Linked DNA regions of Callithrix jacchus: region 1 is linked to region 2. Evidence: chromatin contacts called from public Hi-C data. All regions are on one chromosome and are shown on one strand. Each heading gives the region's core, a stretch centred on a gene start, on an enhancer-like site or on the middle of the called end of the contact. The rest is flanking DNA. Distances are from core to core; before and after follow the strand shown.

What was found. Hi-C and Micro-C count contacts between places; a contact is called where the count stands out from the background.
Region 1: a contact with region 2 is called in a Hi-C map of skeletal muscle, with 4 times the contacts expected there. The contact joins the promoter of ZC3H12C here to the promoter of LOC108593711 in region 2. A contact is called at or near these places in 3 of 3 Hi-C or Micro-C datasets (induced pluripotent stem cells and skeletal muscle).

What each region holds. Positions count from the first base shown.
Region 1 is chr10:9,810,373-9,815,416 of calJac240_pri, reverse strand. ZC3H12C (zinc finger CCCH-type containing 12C) reads right to left here and starts at 2,861. Exons shown (of 6, transcript XM_009006739.5): 1 at 2,561-2,861. The coding sequence starts at 2,584.
Region 2 is chr10:9,668,991-9,673,921 of calJac240_pri, reverse strand. It overlaps LOC108593711, which reads right to left and starts at 3,435. Exons shown (of 4, transcript XR_013523026.1): 1 at 3,362-3,435.

The DNA.
Region 1 (5,044 bases), core at 1,612-4,111, 140 kb before region 2:
TTTTGACTCATTTGGAAATGACTCCCAAACCAGCTCTACCTACTCAAATCCTACCTTAGAGGCATTCCCCAGTACCTGAATTTCTCACTTCTTTGTTCGTGAAACGTAGTACCTCCCACTTAGCATTATGTTCTGTTCATAATCTATCCTTTTAGAGGTTCGGGGATAGAACCTCTAATATTACTTTATTAGGTAATTATTAGGTAATAATATTACCTAATATTAGGTAATTATTTGCAGAGGGAACAGGAGCGTACCGGTTTCAAATGAGCAGAAACTGCAGATTAGTGTTCTACATTCCAACAGTGAAAAGATAAACTCCCTACTTAATATCTTGTTTGTTTCTTTAAAAATGCAATCAAATCAGAATGAAAGCATCCTAGATTTATGTACAAAAACAATGAAAAAACACTAAGAAGTTATAACAGCAACACTTTAACATTTGTGACAGTAATTAAAATTAATGTAGCAACCACTGTGGTCTGCCAGAATGAAGATAGTTGTAGAATGAGAAAAATGTTTTAAAGATAAAATTTCTATTAACCACTTGGGATTCAACTGTGCAGATGTTGGTAACCCATGAAAACACAGCTCCAGAGAAGCCCATAATATAAAATAGGATATTTTTATTAGTCTGGTCATTAAAACAAAAATTTAGTAAAAGGAAGTGACTAATAAAAACTCCCATCAGCATAGAAACATTCCAAGTTTGTTTCCTATCCTTTAATATTTCCCATTATATTAAAATAGTTCCGTTAGACTTCCATTATTAACGGCTAAAAAACACCAGTGACTTTGTTATTATTTAAAAGTTCATTTTACTTTAGTTATAATGTTTAAGTACTTTTATGATTACCAAATACTAGAAGTAGAATCTTGTAACTTAGTTTGAAAGTAAAATTGACTCTATGATGTAAAAAGAGTAAAATATTTTGAACTATGGGTACATGGTCAACAGGCCATTCTATTTTTAGGTACCATCAAGTAGACAAATTTAGGTCACTTGAAATAAGCATGCCAAGTTGTTAGAAAACAGGTGAACAGAGGGGCAAGTTGAAATAGACATCTTCCTGGGCTTATCACACTAAGATTAATTTTACAAAACTTTGATGAATCTATCATGTAATCAAACACCAGAGAACACTAAAATTAAGAAACTGCTACTGAAATTAACTGTATATGTGATTAAATAAACAGAAGTCATACCCTCTAAATCCTAAGTCCATTAAGACAAAAACATTTATAACACACTATATTCATGACTTCTTGTGGTTCTTGAAAAGTAAAAAAATGTGTTTGAGGTATATCTCTTGTTTTCCGTTTATAATATGCATTTGAACGGAAAAACTCAAGCACAAATACAAGTGAAAAACTGAACAACGTTGCCAAATTTCTAAACATACAATACTTAGCTCCAATTATCTCTGCATCTATTCTAAAATGGTTTAAAAAAAGTCTGAATCAATAAGCACCTGATGGGCCTGGGATACTCCAATACAGTCTTGTCAACCAATAGGAAAACTTTCCCTAAATCTGGATTCGTATTTCATCTCTTTATCACAAAACACTGAGCACAAACTGGGATTGTTAACGCATAACCAAATGGCAAGAACCCCAGACAGAGTAATCAGTACTTGGATGCTAGGGTTGTTTTTAAGGACTTTAAATGAGACAGCTTAGGGAAGAAAAGCGGGATTCATTTCTCCAAGTTAAATTTGTAACACTTCTTAGTAGGGAGTTAAAAATGTGAAATAGCCGAGCTAAAATGAACGCAGCTTGTTAAAAGGGATCTGGACTGGAGCCTGGGGGTGAAGGAGGGACGACGGGGGGAGTGAGGGGCTTCCGTGACGCCCGGCCTGGGGTTGCTGGCGATCTGGACGGAGGGATGGTTAGTCCAGCGAATGGCCCGGGCTGGATCCGAGATGCCGAGTGATGCCTCACCCCGCGAACGCGCGCGGATCTGAGCCACGGCGGCAGCGCTGTGTGTCCGTTTCCATTCGCGGCGCCCGAGCCCGCCTCCATGTTCGGGATCTATGCCCCGGGGCGGGCAGGCAGGCGGGGACCGGTGCCCTAGGCCGCGGGGTCGGGGAGCCCGGCCTCACATCGCCCGAAATCCCAGCGGGGACGGCGTTGCCCGCGGGGAGGATGCTCCGGGCTTTCCGCTCGGCCCCACCTGAGCGGCGGGAGCTCGGCGACTCGACCTCCGGAGCCTGACCTGCCTGGGCCTGGAGATCACCCGGCGCGGCCTCTGCGGCCACGGCGCCCTCCACCCGGCGCCCGGGCACGGCCCCGCCGCCCTCCCCACGGCCGGCTCCCCCAGGAGCGCTCTCGCCGCGGTCCGCGCCCTCCACCCCCTTCCTGAGGACAAACCTGGGGGCCGCTACCCGGCATGGCCCGCCCCGTGAGGAAGCGGCCGGCGGGCGGCGGGGCCCGCGGCTGCAGCGGCCACCTCGGCCCTCCCGCGAGCCCTCCCCGCTGGCCGGAGCCCCGGCGCCCCCTTCCCGGGAGGCACAACTCACACCCCCCACGCGCGCGCACTCGGATCTGTTGCTCGACCTACTTGCATTCTCTTCTCCGCAGCCATCACCACATGCCCCGGAGCCGGGGCAGCCCCGGGGCCCTCCGGCAGGCGGCCGCCTCTCGCCTCAGCCCTGGGCCGCCGCGGCCGCCGCTAGGGCGCGGAGCTAGCGCGAAGCTCCCTCATGCCGCCCGTCCGGCCAGCTGGCCGCACGCCGGGGCCCCGGCTCGGGCGCGCCCGAGCGCTCGGCTCCTCCCGGCCCGCCGTCCGCGCCGCTGCTCCTCCGGCAAGAGCGAACCCGGCTCCGCCGCCCGCCGCCTCTCTCGGCGCTCCTCGCCCGCCCGCCGCTTCCTCCTCCCCTTCCCTCTTTTCCTTCTCCTCCGTCGCCGCCTCTGGAGCTGAGGTTGGCAAACCAGCACCTGCTGCTGGAGACCGCCGAGAACTGAAACAGGAAACCCCGAGCCAAGGGGAAAACCCGGGAGGCGTGGAGCGGGGTGAGGGGAACTGCTGGAACCTGTCGGGCTCTACCCGGCCGCTCAGGCTGCTCGAGGTTCCCGCGCCGCCTCCCCTCGCGCCCATTCCCTGGCCCGGCCCAACCCAGGGGTCCCGACCTCCCCGCGCCGCTCCCCCAGTCCTGTGCGGGACAGCGCCCCTCCGCTCCGCGACAGCTTCTCCACCCAGCAACGATAGGGATCGCGTCCCGGGCAGTCAAGGAGATCGACCGGCCGCCTTCTTAGGGCAGGTTTCCCGTTGTTGTTTACTTGGCAGTATTCCGTGATGAGGAAAGGCCACACCCTGCATTAGCAAGGCCAGTAAGAGAGTTTAAGCGAAGCTGTTGGGATTTCACCCAGGGGTAGGACTTCTTTCAGCAAGGAAATTGGCTTTGATGAAAATGGCAATCGTGTCAAAATTGAGGTTGAACCCAGGATACATCCAGATCTCTTTCAGGAGATGGGAAGGAAACAGCCCTTTGCACAGAGGTGGGCGCCTGAGCCGTAAGCTGAAAAGCACCGGGAGCAGAGAGCCTTTCTACTTCTGTGAATTGTACACCACCCAGCACAAACTAAGTCAACGTTTCAGAAATGTTAAATAACCTTATTCACCTGCCCTTGGAATCGTTACCAGGGTCCTCATGCCTAGCCTTGGGATGCGTCTGCTTCTGGAGAGGGAGGGACAGACACTTAAAGGGTTGTGCCCCTACCATGTGTCACGGGCCAGATAGCCTGCTTTAAATCCACGATCCCATTTAATTGTCACTACAGCCGTGTGAGCTGGGTATTTACAATCCCCTTTATCCATCAGAAAATCGGGGTTAGAAAATTTACCTGCAGTTACACAACTTGAACGTGAAGTATTCAGGTTACATCTAAAGGATGCATTTATTTCACTGGACCACGGTGCATGCTTTTGATCACACTTTTCACCTTTCATAAAATTACTTACTGCCTCTGAGTTATTTTCAGTGGGGCATATATATGGCGTAAGCCTGGATCTGTTGGATTTGCTTGGACTGCCTAGTGGTAGTGATATTAATGATGTTCATTAGGGTTCAAACTTGATAATTTCCAGTTTAATATGCTCTAGCAAATATAGGCCTTTATGGCTCAGTTGAGTAGCACAGATATCCCCATTTTTTTTGGCTATCATCAGTTGCTCTTTAGCTGTTGGTGATGAGGTCCCACCTGGTGCACATGGGCATCCTGACTGCCTGTGAGATGAAAGGAGAGTGTCTTACTGAGCCTGTTTTCCACATCAGTAGGCCAGTCATGAAGCTAAATAAAATTGCAGGCAGGCAGGTAGGCTGGCTTCTCTGGTTCTCTGATCCGCATTTTTTTTTTTTTTTTGAGACAGAGTCTAGCTCTGTCACCCAGGCTGGAGTGCAGTGGCATGATCTCGGCTCATTGCAACCCCTGCCTTCCGAGTTCAAGTGATTCTCTTTCCTTAGCCTCCCCAGTAGCTGGGATTACAGGTGTGAGCCACCACACCTGGCTAGTTTTTGTATTTTTAGTAGGGACAGGTTTTTGCCATGTGCCCAGGCTGGTCGCAGACACCTGGCCTCAAGTGATCCACCCTCCTTGGCCTCCCAAAGTGCTGGGATTACAGGCGTGAGCCACTGTGCCCGGCCAGGTTCACATTTTTTTCATACCACCCTGAAGACCCTTAGGAAGATTGGTAAACTGCTGTCTGCAGCCGGGTCAGATTTTATTGGCAGGAAAGTAGAAGCTGGGAAGGCAGCCCCTTCACACTGTGCCAAAACCTTACAGGTCTCTGGAGCAGAACTAGAGGTCCCTAATCTTAGGATCTCTAAGGGACTTAGCAGGGACTTAGAACAAGGTTGGCTGTTTGACGATAAGTGACAGCATTTATGGCATGACTTTAGTGATGCCAGGAAGTTCCCCCACTCCGCAGTATACTGCCCACACAGTCTACCTCTTACCTTGTATCCCGCAATTGACTCAGCTAAATTCCATTCCATATTGATTAAGCCCGGTTAAAGATCAAGGTAAGGGAGATGAGTAATAGCTA
Region 2 (4,931 bases), core at 2,186-4,685:
CTGCGGATGATTAAAATTACTCCTTCTTCTATTTTATAAATTGTCTTTCATGAGAATATATTTATTTTATAATTTAAAAATATACTGTATTAGCTAGAAGTTGAGTCTTCTAAGTATTAAGCTAAAATTGCTTGACTATCTTCTGCTTGGGATCAGTATTGGTCTTAAAAACAGAGCCAGGAGGATTTGCCTGATTCCGCCTGGGAGAACAGAAAGGTTTCCATGGCAGGGAAGAGTGTCTGACAGGGGTTGTCCTCTTTTGTTCTTTGCCATTTAAAGTTTGGTTCACAGCTCACCAGCATTGGCGTCACCTGGTAGCTTGTTAGAAATGCACACTCTCAGTTCTCAGGCCAGAGCTATAGAATCAGAATCTGCATTTTAAGAGGATTCTCCAGGTGGTTTGCATGCACATCGGTTTGAGATGCACTGAATTTATTCCGTACTGTTTATTTTAGTCTCATTTAAAGTAAATGAATTTTTGCTTCATGATTCAAAATGGCTGGTAGAAATGGTTGTGAAATAGGCTAACAGATGGGCTGGCTTAACGACCTAGTACTAACAATTTTCATGAAGCAAAAGTGAATTATTCAGTCTATAATGTTTATTGATGGACAGTCTGATGTGGGCCCCTGTTCCAGGTAGAATAGCGTTTCCCTAAAAAATTGTAACAGAGCTGTAATTCTGGAAGGTATTAGTAGGACATTAATGGGTCCCACTATATTAGTTTCTTATGGCTGCTGTCATAAATTATAACAAACTTGGTGGCTTAATACAACACAAATTTATTATCTTATAGTGCTGGAGATAAAAATCTGAAAGGGGTCTCAATGGGTTAAAATCAAAGTGTCAGCCATGCTGCATTCCTTCTGGTGGTTGGAGGGGAGAATGTGTCTCTTTTCCAGTTCTGCAGCTTCCCACATTTCTCAGCAGTGAATGGTCACGTGCTTCTCATGCTACATTGCTGACACTGTCTTCTGCCTTCCAGTTCTAGTTTTCAGGACCTTTGTGATTATCTTGGGTTCACACAGACAATCCAGGATAACGTCACTATTTTAAGATCAGCTGATTAGCAACCTTAATTCCATTTGCTACTGTACTTCCCCTTTGCCTTGTAAAATTCCAGGGATTACAAAATGGACAGCTTAGGAGACCATTATTCTGCCTACCACATCCATGAAATGGAAATTTTGTGGTCACATAAATCTGCAAGAAAGATTTCTTTCTTTTGAGCTCTGCAATATACACCAGTATAGTTAAGGCTCTGAGAATTTTTGGAGTAAAGAAGGCCCTTTAAGTTTGCTCAACCCAGGACCTCTTCGTTTGCACATTTCATGAAACAGAGCCAGAGAAATATAGGGAAATTCAGAGAAAATTAAGAACGGTTTTCTGCCCTAAAGGAATTGAAGACAGCTTTTTATTTTCTCAATCATCGATTGCCAATGAATACAGAAGTCATTAGTGCTGAGGGAATGCAGGGCAGGAGAGGGAGTGAGAACATGTGTAGAAATCAGAAGCCCTAGTTACCAGGCTTCTGTTCCATACAAGGCAATGATGAGAACAGCAGTAGCTGTGGGAGTCTGTGCCGATTTCCCTCTCGCCATCGACATATTGTGGCATTATGAATCATTAAAAAAATCTGCCCGGGTCATTTTCTCAATCTCTGTGACTCTGTATCTCATATGTAAAGTTGAGTTAACATGATCTCTTTCATCCAGTACCATTAGGGCTTTTAATTAATGTTCAAGTGCTCTTTGGCATTGACAGGCAGAAAGAGTTATTACATTTTGGCGCCAAAGATTATGATGGTAATGAGAACTTGCTCACTGACATCTCGCTCCATGTGCAACTTTTTCCCTAAATCACCCATGGCCACATACACTATTATCCCTACAGCCAGAACAGCTTCTTTCATCTTTTAGATATCTTATGTTGACACCGAGAAATACAAACCAGAGAAAGCTGAGTCTTATTTAAAAAATTCCCAGAAGGCATTGGTTTTATGTGGTGAGCATAATGATTGCTGACAATAAAAAAGCCTTGAAAGGTCTCACTTGTTCTAAGATTATTCATGCAGCAATTATGCTATTGATGTCAATTTGTTTTTATGATAATATATTATAAACTATTCTGAACCCACTCAACAAAGCATAGTATAATGCTTGCAATCTTCCCCACGACCTTTCTTGCTAGGATACCTATTCAATTCCTTGTTTAGAAAAAGCCAAGGAATATAGGCATTATAAAAACAGATGAAGTGTAGATTATTTGAAATCTAAAAATGAATTGGAACTTGTAATTTTGAAGTGAATAATCACAAAAGAAAGAACAGAAATCACAAAATAGCTGGGTATTCTGACTTACATTCTAGATGACGTTATGTATCTTAGTACAAATACTGTCCAAATGAGCCCCCCTAAATTGTATGTGTGACATGAAGGGAGGGGAACTTGTATTTATTTTGTTGTTTCCCAAGAGGAAAGCGCTGTCTCAACTTAAATTTTGGACGTCTTAAATTTGTTCATCTTGAATTTGGCTTTGGATTGCTATAGGTTTTCAGGTAACTATTCATATTTCAACTGATGATTATTATTTTGCTTCTTAAGGTTCTTGTTTTTGTAGAGTAGGTAGCATATTAATGTATTGCACTTTAAAACACAGTTATTAAGGCTGCTTTGCCTGGGTAAGTGTCTATGTAAACATGTTTGAAATACTTCTTAAAGGAAGATGTACTCCCTCATCTTAAGGAGGTTAAATCTCACTCTTGCTTCACTGTTTCAAGTTTTATTATGATCTTAAATTGAGGTTATATTCACATGGACACGGCAAAAATTTACCACTGACATATCTATTTGATGCTGTCAGCCATGTTCACAGCCAGTCTGCAAAATCCATTAGTGATTATGTAAAAGGTGCTTTTAATCCTCAGCAGCAGGGTTTTTTCCTTATTTATTTTCGTTTTGCCTTGTAGATATAATCTGAGCAAATAATTTGAAGATGGGTGAATCGAAGTTTGACTGAAGCTGATGAGTATAAGCACATTGCTTAATATTCTTATCTTTTTTGGAAGCTGCATTACAAAAATATATCATTTCTGTAAAATAAAATGTAAAAATAGGCATAGAAGTCAGGGCAAAGGCATATGACTAGAGAGAAGTAAAATGAAGCCAAATGTGAGATGACACCCAAAAGGCAGCCTGTTCTGTAACATACATAAGCACTCATTCAGCCTAAACAGTGTGCACAGTCATGTCCCAGTGGGCCACACTCTTTAGTTCCAGGTTTTCAGTAGCCCATGAAATGAGGGACTCTATTGTTCTCTAAATTGAGCTGTTCAAAGAACAAAATTTTAAAATCCACTTACCTCTGTTGGTTTCAGAAAGGAGGGGAGTGGTGTGGCTGATGATCTGAAAACATCAGATGATACAGCATAGTCCTATTTTTAGCTCTGACCATGGGACTTTAAAACAACATCCAATGTGCTTTGTGAGAGATGCCACAACCAGTCACGACTGCTGGCACTGCGGAAAGCTGAAAGCTACGGCAAAGGGAATTCCTGTTGAGAGCGAAGACCTGGGGGACAGGCCTCATGCAGTCACTGGTGGCTGGTGGGTTCGCTCCTGTGATACAAGAGTTTTGTGGGTGCTTCTACATCTGAAGCAGCGACATCTGTTGAAGCCCGTGTTTTCCATCATCAGTGACTATGGGTGAAAGTGGCTCTTGATTTTGAATGCTTGCTTGTCTGGGTGCCTTGGAAATGTGCAATCTTGTACTGGCCCTTTCAGTGACTGGCTTTGTGGTCCTGAGATAATTGCTTTCCATTTCTTCATCTATTTCCTCTCAATACAATGTGAATTAGATGCCTTCAAAGCCCCTTCCAGGACCAAAACTTTAAGCAGGGTACTTAAATACCCTGCAAACCTCACACGTGTAAACATGGGATTCTGTTTTTTAACCCCTCTGTAGTTGAACTCAAATAGCCCCTATTTTAAGGATGGTGAGAGGAAAAAAAGAAATACAATCAAGTAAACAAACAACAAACAAATTAATTTTGTCACTTTGATTTTCTTCTGGTTTAGGGTTTAGCCTTTTGGTGTAATTACCCAGAACTTAAATTTTGTTGATTCAAAAATCAGGTTGTCAGAGGTGTTCTTTTCTCTCAAGGGCTCCTCTGACTCTTTGCCCCACTCTCCTGGTTGTTCCCCTCCTCCTTTTGGTGCTACTTTACTGTTGATGAAACAGGAGAGTTCCCTGATTCCCCTAGCAGGACATGCAACAGGGGTGTGGCTTGTCTGTTTGGCCACCGTGCATGCTCCAACTCCTTACAGGAGGGGGAGCATGCAGATGGGTGGGTACAGGAGTCAGAGCGAGCACCCCTGGGCCGAGGCCCCGGGCAGCATCCACGAGGGCTATCCTGCAGCTTCCAAAGCCCAAGTGGGTGTGTGTTACAGTGCACTCTTTTAGCCTTGCTGTCTGTGGATGGCACATGGGTTAACCAGCTCAGGGCCCTCTTGGTACCTAGGTCCTTGTCTGGTATGCAGGAAGGATCAGGTCATACACAAACTGGAAGGATGAATGCGGGGATTTTGTTGAGTGGTGGAGGCAGCTCTCAGCAGGATGAATGGGGAGCTGGAAGGCGGATGAAGAAGATGATCTTCCCTGGAGTTTGGTCATGCAGTGTCCCATCTCCTCTTTGTTCCCAGCTGATCTCCTCTCCACATTCAGATGCTCCTTTTCTTCTTTCTGCTTCACTGTTCTTCCATTCTTCTGCTCTTCTGTTCATCTGCTTGTGGAGCCTGGGGTTTGGGGTTTATATGGGTACAGGGTGGGTGGGGGATGGTGGGCTAAAAGGCAACTTTTGGTCACAAAAACAGAAATGTCTGTTCTCATTTAAGGCTGTGGGTTTCCAGGCTTGAAGGTGGGGTCTTTGCTGA